Linked DNA regions of Mus musculus: region 2 is linked to region 1. The links are chromatin contacts, called in public promoter capture Hi-C maps. All regions are on one chromosome and are shown on one strand. The core of a region is the stretch at or near the end of the contact, and the rest is flanking DNA. Distances in the headings are between cores, read along the strand shown.

Region 1 (7,933 bases), core at 2,969-5,468:
GACCTCATCTCCCCCCATCCCAGGTTGGCCTTGAACTGGTGGCAATCCTCTTGGCTTAGCCTCCTGAGTGCAAGATTGTACACATGTGTCACCGTGTTCTGTTCCATGTATTGTTGCATGGGTGAATGCCAAATGCAGACACAGCGCCAACTCTACTTGAACTCTGAAATGTCACCCAGCTCCCTAGCACCTTGTCCTTCCCCTTTGATCACAAGCTGGCCCCCTTCTCTCCAGCTCTGGCAGCCTCCCTGTCCCCCAAGAATCCTCTCTCCAGCTGGAGGGCCTCCGTATCAAAGCTGTACAGCAGTCTGGCATCTGAGATGAGAGCTCCTGAGAAACTTAGTGGAGGGGAGAAGGAAGGAAATGTTTGCTCCCACTGTCTTCCTTGGCTCTCTAACTGCCCCCTTAAATATTTGCCCAAGCCTCCCACAGCTCAGCAAAGTGTCTTAGTGTCAAAGGAAGAAGGGGAGGTCTGAGGGAAGGAAAGGAGAAGGGAGCCAATGTCCTCTCCCCTTGGTTGTGTGCAGGTGACAGATGTAAAAGACAGCCTGCTTGCACTGCCCACCCCTCTGCCCATCCCCCAGGCTCCCACTCCTACCCTGGGTTGTCCTGGAAACCTTGAGATTGATGGCTGACTCACACACATTGGGTCTGAGCCAGGTGGGCAGCAGGCCAGCAGGAGAGCCAAGAAGAACTGGAGGCATCTCGGGGTCCCTGTGGGCATCTCGGGGGGCCGCAGTGTCCAGTTGTAGTACTTATTCCAAACAGGAGCTACAGCGGGGGCTTGCCATCATTGCTAAGTGTGAGGAGAACACTTCTGTTCTCTCTCGGATCCTCGGGCTGCCATCAAGCTGGGTTCTCACAGCATTGGGACTTTAAAAGAACAGCAACAACTTGTTTTTATGGGGTATGGGGGGAGCTGCTGTCAAGCTTCCCTGAGTGAATTTCAGATGTTTCTCAACATCTGGTAGGGGTCTTGGGTTCCTTGGAGAAGGAAGAAGGGAGGAGAGGGAGTGGGGAAGGAGGGAAGCTACCTCTTCAGCTGGACACAGACCTCAACCTTGCCCCCAGCCTAGCCCTATGGTACAACCTTCTTTACTTGCTCTCACTGAAGCTAGTCCTGACTGTGAATGCACTCACCCTGAAAGGTCATGAGTCAAGGGCACATACTCTGTGACCTGTCCCTCAGGCCCAGACTCTGCAATCCTTTCATGGTCCCTCATTGTTCACCTGCCATTTAGCACACACAATGTTAACTGGAATCTGCTATGAAAGATGGGGAGAGGGTTGTCAGCCTGTCTTCCCAGTCAGAAGGAAAGGAATATGTTGAACACGTTTTCTTTACAGTTCTGTGAACTTGTCACAGCAAGGAGCATGCACACAGCCTATATGTGATCATACACAACCATAAGACTGTTGTTACCAAACACAAGGAGTCTCCCTCCGCAAGTCCCTAGTGCCTTCCTTTGATACATGAGATCTGTGTTCCCCCTGGAAGCTCTGGAACCCACAGGAAAAAAGCCCTACTTTTCTAAACTTTACTGTGTTCATCTCTGAAATGGGCCTACTGCCCCACCCCCCGACTTCCCCGCCTCACAAAGCTGCCCTGACACTCAGATGACTTCATGGGCATCAAAGACCAATCGTCATCACTGTCATCTACTTCATCCTCAGGGCACCTCTCGATAGCTAAGCCTAGGCTCCAAACTCCTCCCCCTTGTCTCTGGGTTGCCCTCTGTGACAACCCTGGCAGTGGAAAACCTCACAGTGGCCACTATCCTTTGCCTTCTCCCAGCCCCTCAGCTGCACAATCCAGGACAAGATTCACTCTGCCCTTTGTGTGCTGGGCAAAGCCGTGCCAGGGACGAGTGGGGATGGCTGTCCAGCTGCCCCAGTCATCCTCCTTACCCCTCCTTGCTCCTTCCCCTCAAGCTGGCTCACACAAGGCAGCACGGGCAACTGGACTAGCAGAGGTTAGTGGGTGTCAAAAGGCAGGAGTATCCCAGGCTGCAGGGCTGGGACTTTAACTCAGAGCAGAGGTTTCCCCTGCTGGCTGAAGGTGGGGCCACTAAAGAAGATGTTTTATTGTTGTTGTTCTTTGTTTGGGTTTTTTTGGGGGGGTTGGTTTTTTTCTTAGCTGAGGTCTCACTATACGGCCAGGATGCTCTTGACTCTTGATCATCTTGCTTTAGCTTCCCTCTAGAGCATCAGTTCTCATCCTGTGAGTCCAGACCCCCTTGGGGGTCAAATGACCCTTTCACAGGGGTCGTATGTCAGATATCTACATTATGATTTGTAACAGAAGCAAATGGGGCTGTAGTTCAGTTGTTAGAGTGTTTGCCCTTAATGTGGTTTGAGCTCCAGCATCACATTTTGTTTGGTTGGTTTTGGTTTTCGAGACAGGTTTTCTCTGTGTAGTCCTGGCTGTCCTGGAACTCACTCTGTAGACCAGGCTGGCCTCGAACTCAGAAGTCCACCTGCCTCTGCCTCCCAAGTGCTGGAATTAAAGGCATGCGCCACCATTGCCCAGCATCACATTTTTTTTGTGTTGGTTTGAGTTTTTCGAGACAGGGTTTCTCTGTATAGCCCTGGCTGTTCTGGAACTTCTTCTGTAGACCAGGCTGGCCTCGAACTCAGAAATCCACCTGCCTCTGCCTCAGAAGTGCTGGGATTAAAGGCATGTGCCACCCCCGCCCGGCTCACATTTTTCTTTTTAAGGTAGATAAATGGTTGTAATCCCAGCACGTGGCAGGTCCAAGGGATGGAAGTTCAAGGTTATCCTCAGCTATGTAAGTTTAGGGCTAGCCTGGAATACTTGAGACCTTGTCTCAAACACAAAAGAAGGCATGTGAGTCAGCCAGTGATGGTGGTGTGTGCCTGTATTCAGGCACTCTAGAACAGTGGTTCTCACCCTTCCTAATGCTGTGAGCCTTTAATACAGTTCCCTGTGAGGTGCTGACCCCCAACCGTAAAATGACATTCGTTGCTACTTTGTAACTCAAACCCAGGTCCTTGTGTGCACTACCCCTAAACTATATTCCCAGACTTCTATATCTTTAACAAAAACCACTGCATCCATTTATTTATTTAATTATTGATTTGTTTGTTTGTTTTTTGTTTGTTTGCTTAGGTATGGTGGTGCCTCAGCATGCATGTGGAGATCAGAGAATAACTTCTGCCACTTAGTTCTCTCCTTCCGCTATTTGGGTCCTAGGGGCTGAACTCAGGTCCTCAGGCTCGGGGGGGAGGGGGGGCAACCTGCTGTGCCATCTTGCCAACCCACACGCCTTTGCCTTTTTAAACAAAAATAGCTGTAGGAAGAAATGTTGCTGTTATAATTCTTTTTTTTTTTCAAATCTCTTTAGTCTGAGATTTCATCAAACACTCTCCATGTAGCTCTGGAAAATTCCAGAGTACTTTTTGTGGCAACATGGAAGTGCAATAGACAAATAATGTCCTTCTTAGGTAAAGTATGTTGACCTCGGGGACTCCGTGGAAGGCTCTCAAGGAGCTTTGGACTCTAGAGTTACCCTTTGAAGAGCACTGGTGTAGAAAGATTGCTGTGAACTTGAAGTTGAGCTTCTGGGCCTAGGGCTACACTTTCCTTATCTGTAGATGGAAATTAATGTCCCTTCCCTCCAAAGGGCCAGCCAATTAACCGTGCCAAGTACACAGTAGAGATAGGGAGTTTGGCAGCTTTTTGCTTTCTTGTAGCCTCAGTTTCCTTATTGATGAAACAAAGACCTGAGCTGGAGCACCCCCAAGGCTCTTCCAACTCCAACTGTGGCCGTGCAGTGTGAAACGGTCCACACTTCCCACTCCGGCGGTTACCCTTTCCCTTTTCAGCTCACAGGCACAAAAGCACGCTGTGTTCCTCAGCTGATGCAAACAAGCTCGCACCCCCAAGCTCCCAATCTCTCATGCCAACCTGGATGTACATGAGTCACTTGCGACATACCCCTTAGTTCTACGCCCCCTCACAACCAAGACACACACACAGGTGCACCGTAGGTCCACAGATCCATGTGCACCCTGCATAGACACAATTCTTATACAAATGCATTCTCTGCACACACAACTCTGGAGATCAGACACAGAGCCTGGTGGCCTGGTAGGGCACGCTGCGGACGGGTGCAACCACTCCATCCTTTGGCTGCTCTCCCGCGGGCGCCGGGCCTGGGCCTCCCCGCTCCGCCCCCACGCGCGCCCCCGCCGCCTGCGCCGCAGTCCGCGTCCACCAGCCCCGGCAGCCAGTAGTTGCGGTCCCAGTTCCGCGCAGCGCTCCGGAGCTGAAAGGACTGCAATCAGCGCCCGAGGTCAGGAGGAATAGGTGGCGCCTAGAGAGCGGGTGGCACCAGAGTTGCGGCAGCCCGGAGGTGGAAGCTCTCGAGAGGGGCAGAACAGCCTGCAGGGAGCAGCGGGGCGCCGGCAGGCTGGTGTGGGGGGAGACCCTGCAGGAGTCATGGCCGGGCTACGAGCCAGGCGGGGCCCTGGGCGCAGGCTACTGGTGTTGTCCACGCTGGGTTTTTGCCTAATGCTGCAAGTCAGTGCCAAGAGACCTCCTAAGACGCCCCCCTGCCCACCCAGCTGCTCCTGCACCAGGGACACCGCCTTCTGCGTGGACTCTAAGTCGGTGCCCAAGAACCTGCCTTCAGAGGTCATCTCCCTGTGAGTGTCTACCTAGCCTTGGGGGTGGGGAAAGGAAAGAAGGCACAGAAAGCTCTGGAAGAGAGAAACCCTGCTCCTCTTTTGAGAGGATATGGACCAGGAGCACTCCCAGGTATCCTCAGAACTGGAGACTCCAGGCCCCAGTCTGCAGGGAGCGCTGCAATCTGTACAGCAGCCATAGCTTGGGTAAACCAGAATTCATGGCCAAGGATGAATCATCACCATCAGCAGCGCAATGAGACCTACTGTGTGTGGGTTGGAGGGAGTGTCTACAAGAGCATGCTGGCCCCACCCTGTGAGGTCACACCAAGGACAGAAAGCAGGACTAATAGCAGCAGGGGGAGGGGTGACAAGTATGCTTGCCCTCGTGGTACCTTGGCATGGACCAGACTCCTGCCACTGGGTCTGCTATTGTGCACACAGCTGGGCCAGCCTCACTTGCAGCAACTGGCCCATGACTCCCACCCCTTTGCCTGTGGGGCTAGAGAGACTGTGAGGTCCCCCTTCTTGCTGCCCCATCTCTCAGCAGCACCAAGACATTGTGGGTGTTGGGTAATGGTGCTGATGCTGGTAATGGAACCTGCTCTTGGCTGAGAGGGAAGGTGAGCCTCGGGCCACTGTCGCTTCTGGAGGCAGCAGGGGGAGAAGAATGGAGGACATTGAGTTTTGGGGAAGAAAGGGTAGCTGCAGGTGGGGGCTAGGGCTGCTGAACACAGAAGCCACTGCCCTGTCCACCTCTGTCCACAGTACAGGTCCTTCAGACACTTACACAGTCTTGGCTCCTGTGTTCCCTGCAGGACGCTGGTGAATGCTGCCTTCTCAGAGATCCAGGATGGAGCCTTCTCCCATCTGCCGTTGTTGCAGTTCTTGTATGGATAGCTTTGTGGAAGAGGGGGTTGGGGGGAACGTGGTAGAACCTGACAGATGCTGAACCTGGGTGAGAGTAGGTGGAGGGAGGGTTTGAAAATGCAGATGTCCCGATAGAAGCAGAAGGTGGAGTGACATGAGGTCAGGAGTCCGGGTAGCAGGGAAACTGCACACAGAAGCCAAGAGAGGGGGATATACAGAGCATTAGACTCCACTTCTCTAGGGGGTCTAGGGAGTTGGGTTGAAATGGCCTGGCCCAGTGCCAGAACCTGGACACTTCAGAGGAGAGGGTTGTGCTAAACACAGGTGAGCCCAGGGGTCAGAGTTCGGGAGGCATGGTGGACAGCTGTCGGTGCAGGGCTAGGGTGAGTTAAGGTGAGGATGAGAAGACTGGACAAGGAGATGCCATGGAAGTGGGCCAGGAGCCAGCTCGGCAGGATAACGTTGCCTCCCACCATATTCAGGAGCTAACAGGGATCTTGGGGCATGGAAACAAGTTCACACCCGGCCTTGCTGACCAGGGGTCCTGAGGGATGAGGGAAGGGCAGCCAGGTCTTGAGGAAGCTCACGGGTGAGGCAGTAGGCATGGGCAGCAGGCACACCCTCACAAAGTCTAATTCCTGCTTTGTCTTCCCAGGTTACTCAACTCTAACAAGTTCACACTGATTGGAGACAATGCCTTCATAGGACTGTCGCACCTGCAGTACCTGTGTGTGGGAGGGAAGGGTCAAGGGCAGGGTGGAAGGAGGGGGCCCAGTCCCTAGTGGGATGGGAGGGAAAGTGCAGGGGGAAGGCTGGGAGTGGGGTGGGAGGGACAAGCCCTGAGTGCCCTGACTGTAGGATGGGCAAGGGGGTCATTTCTCTCATGCCCCTGTCATCTTGCCTAATACCCCATCACTACTACGGTGTGACATTATTGCACATGTGGAAGCCTGTCACTGGCTCCTGTGCATCTGGCCTGAGATGTAAGGAAATCACCACTGGGGGGATGGTTTTGGGACTCTGAGTGGCAACTAAGTCAAGCTGTTATTTTCTCCAGCTTCATAGAGAACAATGACATCTGGGCTCTCTCCAAGTTTACCTTCAGAGGACTGAAGTCCTTGACACACCTGTGAGTACCTGACACCTGTACCCACATGGGACTGGAGACCCTGTGACCTCTGGATTTGGTCACGATCTTTAAGTGATCCCAGGCTCTTTCTTGCAGTTCTCTGGCCAACAATAACCTGCAGACACTGCCCAGAGACATCTTCCGTCCCCTGGACATCCTGAGTGACTTGTAAGGCCTGAACCCTGCCTCTTCCCACAATGCCACAGAGGGCACACCCTTCTGAATCCAGTCCCGCAGAGAGCATACCCCTGGAGGGAGAGGTGTGGGGTCAGGGTTAGGGTGCTCAGAGACGGGGAGGACTTGGGTTTGAGGGCTTCGTGAAGGTGAAGTCAAGTTAGATGTAACTAACTGAGAGCCTTCCAAACTGGGATTCTTCAAGGACCACACAGCCTTTCTCAAATGCACATTAGATGTGTAGGGTAAACCTGTGTGTTTGTTTGAATGTTTGGTTGATTTGAATTAACATTAAAGAACGCAAGCATATCTGCAGCCATTTGCTATTATTTACATCAAAATAAGTTAAGATAAAATGGAAGCTCCTGAATCCTGAGGAAGAGGGATGTGACATAGAGTGGGATAGGTTGCCCATTGCAAAAAGTGCCTGCAAGTGTACAGGCCTGGAATCTCAGCTACTCAGGAGGATGAAGCATAAGGGTCAGAAACAGTAAAAAGTTGCCTCCTGCCGGGCGGTGGTGGCGCACGCCTTTAATCCCAGCACTCGGGAAGCAGAGGCAGGCGGATTTCTGAGTTCGAGGCCAGCCTGGTCTACAAAGTGAGTTCCAGGACAGCCAGGGCCATACAGAGAAACCCTGTCTTGAAAAAAACAAACAAACAAACAAACAAACAAACCAAAAAAAAGTTGCCTCCTGATTAAGAAGTAAAAACAGGGCTGGTGATGTAGAGCCTAGAATGTGCACAGTCCTGGGTTCCAATCCCCAGCGTTACAAAAATTAAAATTCTAAGTTAAGCAGGGCATGCAGAGACTTAGGCAGATGCTGTGGGGGCCTGGTCCAACCTAGCTATGTGTGAGCCTTCCATGGCAGCTTCTGAAGGCCAGGTAGGCTGGTGGGCAGAGCAGCTAAGGGTCTGCCCCGCTCTGTGTCCCGCCCTCACAATCCAGAGACCTCCGGGGCAACGCACTTAACTGTGACTGCAAGGTAAAGTGGCTGGTGGAGTGGCTGGCACACACCAACACCACGGTGGCTCCCATCTACTGCGCCAGCCCGCCCCGCTTCCAGGAACACAAGGTGCAGGACTTGCCTCTTCGAGAATTCGACTGCATCACCA
Region 2 (7,933 bases), core at 2,349-4,848, 2.7 Mb after region 1:
GGAAATTAGAAAAAGTTTCTGGAATCAGAAAGAAACAAACAAAAAAAGAAAAAAGAAGAGAAAAAGAAAAAGAAAAAGCTGGAGGGAGGGGAGGGAGTACAAAACAATTAAGCTACTTACAATTTAAATGTGTCCCAAAGCACAACTCAAGAATATTATTAAGAATATGAAAATATCCAGGAACCAGTAAGGCAAAATTCACAATATTTAACGTCTAGTAAAATATCACTGCCAGGCAGTGGTGGTGCACGCCTTTAATCCTAGCACTTGGGAGGCAGAGGCAGATGGATCTCTGAGTTTGAGGCCAGCCTGGTCTACAGAGTGAGTTCCAGGACAGCCAGGGCTACACAGAGAAACCCCGTCTCGAAAAACAAAACAAAAAACAAATCACCAAGAGGCAAAAAAACCAAGTGGCTGTTAGAAAGGAGAGAATCAGTCAATAGGAACACATCTAAAAAGAATAGACATTAGAGTAAGCAGTTAGATGATTAAAAAGTTATAAACACCTATGTTCCATGTGTCCAAGAAGGCAAAGGAGCATAAATCTGTTAAAGGGATATAAAAGGAATCTAAATAAAAATTTCTAGAGTTAAAAATATAGTGTCTAGTATGCACATAAAATTAAGAGCAGATTAAATACTTCAGAAGAAAAATACCAATAAGCTTGAAGGTACAGCTATAGAAACCTCTAAAATGAACTACCTCACACAAGCATCCTTTAAAAGAGGAGGAGGGGTGTGGCAACAGCCACAAGCAACTTAACATACACATAAAAGAGGGACCTCAAAAGAGAAGGCAGAGAGGTCAATACGAACACCCTAACCTGTGCTTAAGGGCCTGGCTGTCCAAGAGCGATACATCCTACACTTCCACACACCCAAAGCAGAGACAAGATAAAGGCATGCTATGGGAAAACGGATGAGAACCAACAATAGGGGGAAAATCTTACAGGGAGCCAGAAAGAGGAAATCTTCCCCAGCAGAGAAACACCACAGTGACTTCAGAAGGGAGGCAAACCCAGACAGTACAGCAGCTTGTTTAAACAGGAAAAGAAAGCTGTAACCTAGATTTCTTTGCTTAGTCAAATAGCTTCCAAGCATGAAGTGACCTGTTTTTCCAGCCACACAAAAGTTGAAATAGTCCTTACAGATAGATGTGAACCCAAAAAAATTTAAATGAATGAATAAAAAGTTCTTGGAGAAAGAAGGAAAATAAATCAGATGAAAATCTAAATCTCTATGAAAAATAAAGAACACCAGAAAGAAAAACATGTAAATAAATAAAAATACTCCCCCCCCCCCCCCCAGACAGGGTTTCTCTGTGTAGCCCTGGCTGTCCTGGAACTCACTTTGTAGACCAGGTTGGCCTCCAACTCAGAAATCCACCTGCCTCTGCCTCCCGAGTGCTGGGATTAAAGGCGTGAGCTACCACACCCGGCTCACATTTTTTATTTTTTATTTATATCTTATTCTCTCTCTTTCTCTAAAAGACAAGCAATGGGCTTAGCATGGTCCTTCATGCTTTTTTAATCCCAACACTCTGGAGGCAAAGGCAGGTGGATCGCTGTGAAATTGAGGTCAGCCTGGCTTATAGAGTTGTAGGCCATCCAGGGCTTAAAGGAAGGAAGGCGGATGGAGGGAAGAGAACGGATGCGCTACAGCAGAGCTTACACCAGTGCACTGCTTTTATAACTTCTGGTGAGATAATATGTATTACAGTAACAGCCCCAAAGCTGGGAGACAAATGGTAAGTATTCTGCTCAAATGTTTCTCTTTCCCATTCTTATCCACCACCCTTCCTTTTGTTTGTTTGTTTATTTTTATGTTAGTTAATTCGTTATTTATTTTGTTTTTAAGACAAAGTTTTACTCTGCTGCCCAGGCTGGCCTTGAACTCCTAGATGGAAGTAATTTTCCTGCTTTGCCTCCAGAGTAAGGTACTGTGTCCTGTATACCTGGCTGCTAGATCCTTACACTACACAGAAAGTTGTAAAATAATATTCAAAGGTAGACTGAGATATTAAGGTCACATGTTATAAATCTTAAATTAATACCACTAATTAAAAAATAAAACGAAGGAGTCTAAGTAGTAAGCCTACAGAGAAGATAAAATGGATTAAAATATTCAATGCAGAAGAAGGCCAAAAGGAGGAAAATGAACAAAGAGACAGCTAAGAAGACAGCACCAGGAGAATTGAATTCCAGCCATATCACTAATCACACTGATGTAAAACTTCTAGAAGCTGAGCATGGTGGCATGCTTATAATCCCAGAAGCTGGGATACAAGGCAGAAAGACTGTTCTGAACAATGACTGCAGCACAAACAGGTTACAGGAGACTCTGCCTCAAAAGAACCAAAAAAAAACAAACACACAACAAACAAAAATCAGAGAGAATAGAGGAGTGGGGGAAGGGACAAAAAGGAAAGAGGAAGATGAGAGACAGAGAAATGAAATATTTCAAATGTCTCAAAGAAAGATTATTATCCAACTGATGACAATAAAAACCCAGATCAAGATCCAATGATGCACTGCCTTAGGGCGATACGCATTCACTTGAAGAAAATGACACAGATAAGTTACAAACTAAATAAAGGGAGAGAGAGCCATATCGCTATTAACGGAAGAAAGCTGAAACACGTTTCCTACGTGAGACAGCTGTTGCACAATGTATCACCAGACAGAGCATTTTTCATAGAGATTAGCAACTCAGACAAAGAACATTACAAGTTTAATTTTTCCAGGCCTTTAGCCTCTGCCCACCTAGGCCCCTCTGCACAGAAATCTTAGTTCCTTGTTCACATTGCTCCTTGCTACACACGTCCTGCCTGGGTGGCTCTGACCCTCTCAGTCTCTTAGTTCCTGAATCTCTTCTTTGCAGAGTCTTCATCTCCATTCCTATTCAGTCTGCTCTCTCCTGAGATCATTTGTGTGAATATAAAAATGCCTGTTTCTTAATATTACACTGAAACTTTTCATTTTTCTGTCAATCACGTCGTCACTTCAAATGTCACCAAACATTTCTGCTGATATAAATCTATACTTCATTAGGCTCCATGCAGGTACAACTTCCAGTCTTGACCCTAAACTCACTGGCAAACACCCTCCAATCCCTGGCTGCACTGTTGCTCTACTGCACCTCCATAGCTGTACTCCAAGGCCTGACTGCACCTAATAACTACCTTTTCTAATCTTGCAAGATGATTCTGAGGAAAGAATGCCATCATACAGAGCAGTGGTACAACTGCAGAGAATTCGTTTTTGCCCTCAAAATGGCCTGGAATTGTGCAGGGCAATTCTTTTGTCCTTCGCCAGTCCACTCCACTCTCTCTATCAAGTCCCATAGTAACACCTGCCAATCGTAAGCACCCTCAAACTTTCAGTGCCACTTCAGCCTCTCCACCCCAGCCATTTTTATCAAATAAATAAATAAAAAAGAAAAGCTATTAATTGGAGACCTCCTCAATTTCCTGCCAGGGCAGACTTACTTGCAGTGTTTCCCACTTTTCCCATTTGCCACAACAGTATTTTGCAACCCACATGCTCTTCTGAAATGTGACCTTGATTCTCTTTAAACAGGAGGTGGCATCTGTTTCCCCATCCCCTCAAGTTGGCAAGCACTGTGACTGTTTTGACCAGCATGCAATTTCCAGATGTGGTCCTCTTAGAAGCCTTTTGGCGGCCAGCTTCTATGTCAAAGTGTGCCTACTCTAAAACCAGATGCTCTGAGGAAACACAGCACTCGTATTAGACCAGAGGCTAATGGGGTGGGATGCAGAGCCAGGAAGAATCACGTGTGAGAGGGTCAGTAACACCTAGGCCCAGCAGTGAAGGGATCTCAGCGGCAGAGCTACTGGCCCAGACTGCTGTACCACAGGGTCAGACAGCAAGTACCCTGTAAGCTATTCCCAAAGCCTGTCTTTTCACAAAATCATGAGCAACATAAAACAACCATTTGCACTACCACTTCCTAGCAATAGAAAACACTGTAGTTGTTGTTGTAGTTGGTTTTTTTCCCATAACATTACATCCTCTCTCTTCAGGTTTCTTGTTTGTTTGTTTGGTTTGTTTTGTTTTTCAAGTTAGCCCTGGCTGTCCTGGAACTCACTCTGTAGACCAGGTTGGCCTTGAACTCAGAAATTTGCCTACCTCTGCCTCCCAAGTGCTGGGATTAAAGGCATGCACCACCACACCCTGGTCTCTCTCTTCAGTTTTAAAAGACAGTCTTTCCTGGGTTGGCATTGCCATAGTGGTGTGCCACTTCTGCTCTCTGTACTCTTAGCTCACTGTGACTACTCCATTTACTAGTCCTCTCTATTCTTACTATGGACTTCCTTGCTGCTAGAGTTCTCAATCCTTCTGGATGCTTCTACCGTGTCTGAAGTAGGCATGCACTCCTTGAGACCATACACTCTCCCACTCATGCTTTTAACTCCTCTCTCAGTGTTCAATTTCACTTTCTTTTGTAGTTGGAATATTTTCTTTCCTGTATATCCTTTTGATCTTAGAGCTCCCTGGCCTTCTATCTGTAGCCTTCTTTCCCCAAATTACATTATCTCCTTAATTGATATTACCTATTTTCTAAATAGGTACTCAGCCTTGGACAAAGCACATCAGGATTCAAACGGAACCTCTGCCACTTAGCTTGTATGGTCTGGGGAAATATAACAAGCTTCTCTAGGTATTCATTTCCTCATCTAGAATATTACCACTTGGTAGACTACTATCAGAATGCAGTGATCAATTTTTAAAACTGTAGTAACATTCAGAAAGTACTTACCAAACTGGCCAGCATAAGATAATTTGGCAGTAAAGATTGGTAATGTTTATTATATATGTCTGGTAGCTTTCACATTCATATTCCTAGCCTGAGATTCTTTCCTAATCTCAACTCATACATACAATTGACCTCAATTTGAATGGCCTAAAATTGTTTTAAACTCAATATAATAAATTGCAGTTTATCCTAAAGAAAATTACATACAACCCAGACTATCTATTTTCTTAAATGACACTACCACTGAGTTACACAAGCCAGAAACCTGGATATCATTGTAAAGTGACCACCTCTGTCCCTTACTAATCCTTCTATAATTAACTGCTGCATCTGCTATCACCAGGCCCCATACACTGTCTTAAGTGGTTTATATCTAATAAGTCATCTAATAAGATACAAAGTCAATAAATGACTTTAGACATTGTAGGCATTAAACATAGTGAGCCTGTAAAGGAAGTATGGCCACAGATAAATGTTCTGACAAGAAGCAAAGCGAAATATTGAAACACAGTGAGTCAAAGGCAGAGAAAACCCATTCATGCTCTGGCAGAAACCAACGTGACTGTAGGAATTAAACTGAAAACTCTTGGGCTCAGCAGTCAGGAGTATGTGTTGCTCTTGCTGATGATCTGATTTTTATCCCTAGCACCCACATGGTGGCTCAGAACCATCTATGAGTCCAGTTTTGGGGGATCTAATAGGCATGCATGTGGTATATAAATATGCATGCATGCATGCAAAGAAACATTAATATGGATAAAGGAAAAATAAACAAATCTTTTTTTAGAATCCATATTAAAAATGGACAACTCCTTAAATATTTTGGAGTCATAACATATCTGCTTTGACTTAAAATGTCTTCCATATTCTCATGTTTTGAGCACTTGGTCTTCAGTTGCAAGGAGGCTCTGATAGGCTAATAATATATGAAGATATGAAAGCTAAGCCTAAGTTGCCATGGAGACCAGAGGATCCATGGGACACCATGTGAGGGAAGCTGCAAGCACAGGATGGAGCTGACCAAGGAAGACACTATCTGGTCTGGGTTCAATCCCCAGTACATGAACACATGCACATATATTTTAGGGGAGAGATGAAAATAATTAGTACTTCATTTGATCCCACCTACCATCAACAATATAATGTGAGTACATTCTCATCAGGTTTTAGCACTACACCTACACACACACATATATATACACATATACACATGTGTGTGTATATATATATATATATATATATATGTACATGCATATATATATATATATATGTATGTATATGAATGATACAGAATCAAAAGTTGCTGTAGGTCTTGACCTGAGTATTCATTACATAGTTGTACTCAGTTAATGAAAAACTCATCTAATTGTCACCTGAAATTAAATTATAGAATTATGAAATTAATAGTGGATAACTGAGATAAGTCATGTCATATAAACATGATATTGTATATTTTTCCTGTAAGAATGATTGCCATTTTATTGGAAAATTAGAAAATATATCACATGGATATACGTGAGCTTTCACAGACCTTAAAAAACTGAAATTTGGGTTGGAGATACGGACCCTCTATATGTTTTCCTCCCTCGCCCTTCCCCTCCCCCCTCCTCATCCCCCCCCTATACCTGTACCCCAGAAGAGGGCACGAGATTTCATTACAGATACTGTGAGCCATCATGTGGTTGCTGAGAATTGAACTAAAAAATTCTGGACCAGTGCTCTTAATTTCTCAGGCACCAAAACTTCAGTTTTAAAAAGATGGATTTGTTTATTTTATGTATGTGGACACACCGTTTCTGTCTTTGTCCCATTACAGATGGCTGTGAGTCACCATGTGAGTGCTGGGAATTGAACTCAAGACCTCTGGAAGTACTCTGAACCGCTGAGCCATCTCTCCAGCCCAAATCTCAGCTTTTTAAGGTCTGTTAAAGCTTAAGTATATCCATGTGATGCATTTTCCAATATAATAGCAATCATTCTTACAGGAAAATACACAATATCATGACTCAGCTTAAAGTTATCTACTATCAATCTCATGATTTTATAATTTGAAAATCAGACATTAACAACATATAAAAAATAAAAATATTTTCATAGACTTTCACTGGCTGAGTATTCCTAATCAAAAAATTCCAAACCGAAGATCCTCCAAAACTTGAAATTTCTTTCATTTCATATCAATGTTCAAAATAAATATTCTTATTATGCAACATGGTTTGAATTATTATTTTAAAATCTGAAAATCTGGTAAACCACAAGGTCTTACCTAGTAAAGTAGACTTGAAGAATATAACAGCACTTTAGGGGAATATATAGGATTTATTGCCTTTATTAAGATAAAAGTAGCTTGCATGCTCTATAACTAACTGCCCATGGCACATAAAGATTTCCACTCCTATAATGATATAAAAAACAGTATCTACCATTAAATAATACTGTGGACTTCAGATTATTATCTTTATGACTAAAACAAAATGATCAAACAGATAAAACAGAAAAATGTATATAATCTTTTAATTTTGTTGAAAAGTGTAAGCATTTATTTATTTATTTATTTAGGTTTTTTCGAGACAGGGTTTCTCTGTATAGCCCTGGCTGTCCTGGAACTCACTTTGTAGACCAGGCCGGCCTCGAACTCCAAAATCCTCCTGCCTCTGCCTCCTGAGTGCTTGGGTTAAAGGCGTGCACCACCACGCCCAGCGAAGTGTAAACATTTATATTATGAACAATAACACTTGGATTTTAAATAAACTACCTCAACACTCAAGACTCCGACTTTAAAGCGCCGACTTTGATGAAAAGTTGCTCAGCAGGCCAGCTGGCCTGTTCACAGCAGAACAAGCAGCAGCTCACAGACCTGCACTCACACTCAGGAACTCACACCCACCCACACTCAGGCCATTCCAATATTCCACTTGAGTCCTGCGCTGAACACAGGTGATTCATTAAATAAACAACTGCTCGCTAACAGGTCACTTACGCATGAATACCTTCGGTTATTTAGCTAATCACTTACTGAAAGCCATGCAAGGGATTCCATGATTCGATGCTCACATCTTTCTAAATGTTTTATCATTTCTCTTGTCAAGTTGGCTTCCACTTTGATAAAACTTTCAATCACTTTGTAAAAATCAAAGGCTTTTAAATTAAGTACGTTC

The links. Promoter capture Hi-C pulls out the DNA fragments that hold promoters and counts their contacts.
Region 2: a contact with region 1 is called in a promoter capture Hi-C map of liver, with 4 times the contacts expected there. The contact joins the enhancer-like site here to the promoter of Lgi3 in region 1. A contact is called at or near these places in 5 of 39 promoter capture datasets (the 3T3-L1 cell line, hippocampal neurons, liver and 2 more).

Annotation. Positions count from the first base shown.
Region 1 is chr14:70,526,603-70,534,535 of GRCm38.p6, forward strand. Lgi3 (leucine-rich repeat LGI family, member 3) reads left to right here and starts at 4,219. Exons shown (of 8, transcript NM_145219.4): 1 at 4,219-4,668; 2 at 5,466-5,537; 3 at 6,173-6,244; 4 at 6,575-6,646; 5 at 6,743-6,814; 6 at 7,767-7,933. The coding sequence starts at 4,463.
Region 2 is chr14:73,254,738-73,262,670 of GRCm38.p6, forward strand. It overlaps Rb1 (RB transcriptional corepressor 1), which reads right to left. Exons shown (of 27, transcript NM_009029.3): 17 at 7,792-7,933. Among named protein-coding and RNA genes, the nearest start is that of Lpar6, 21 kb to the left of the region's middle. Within about 2 kb of position 3,599, at least 22 of the 459 cell types and tissues checked have an H3K27ac peak or open chromatin away from gene starts, as enhancers often do. A contact at or near this core is called in liver, where this site is marked.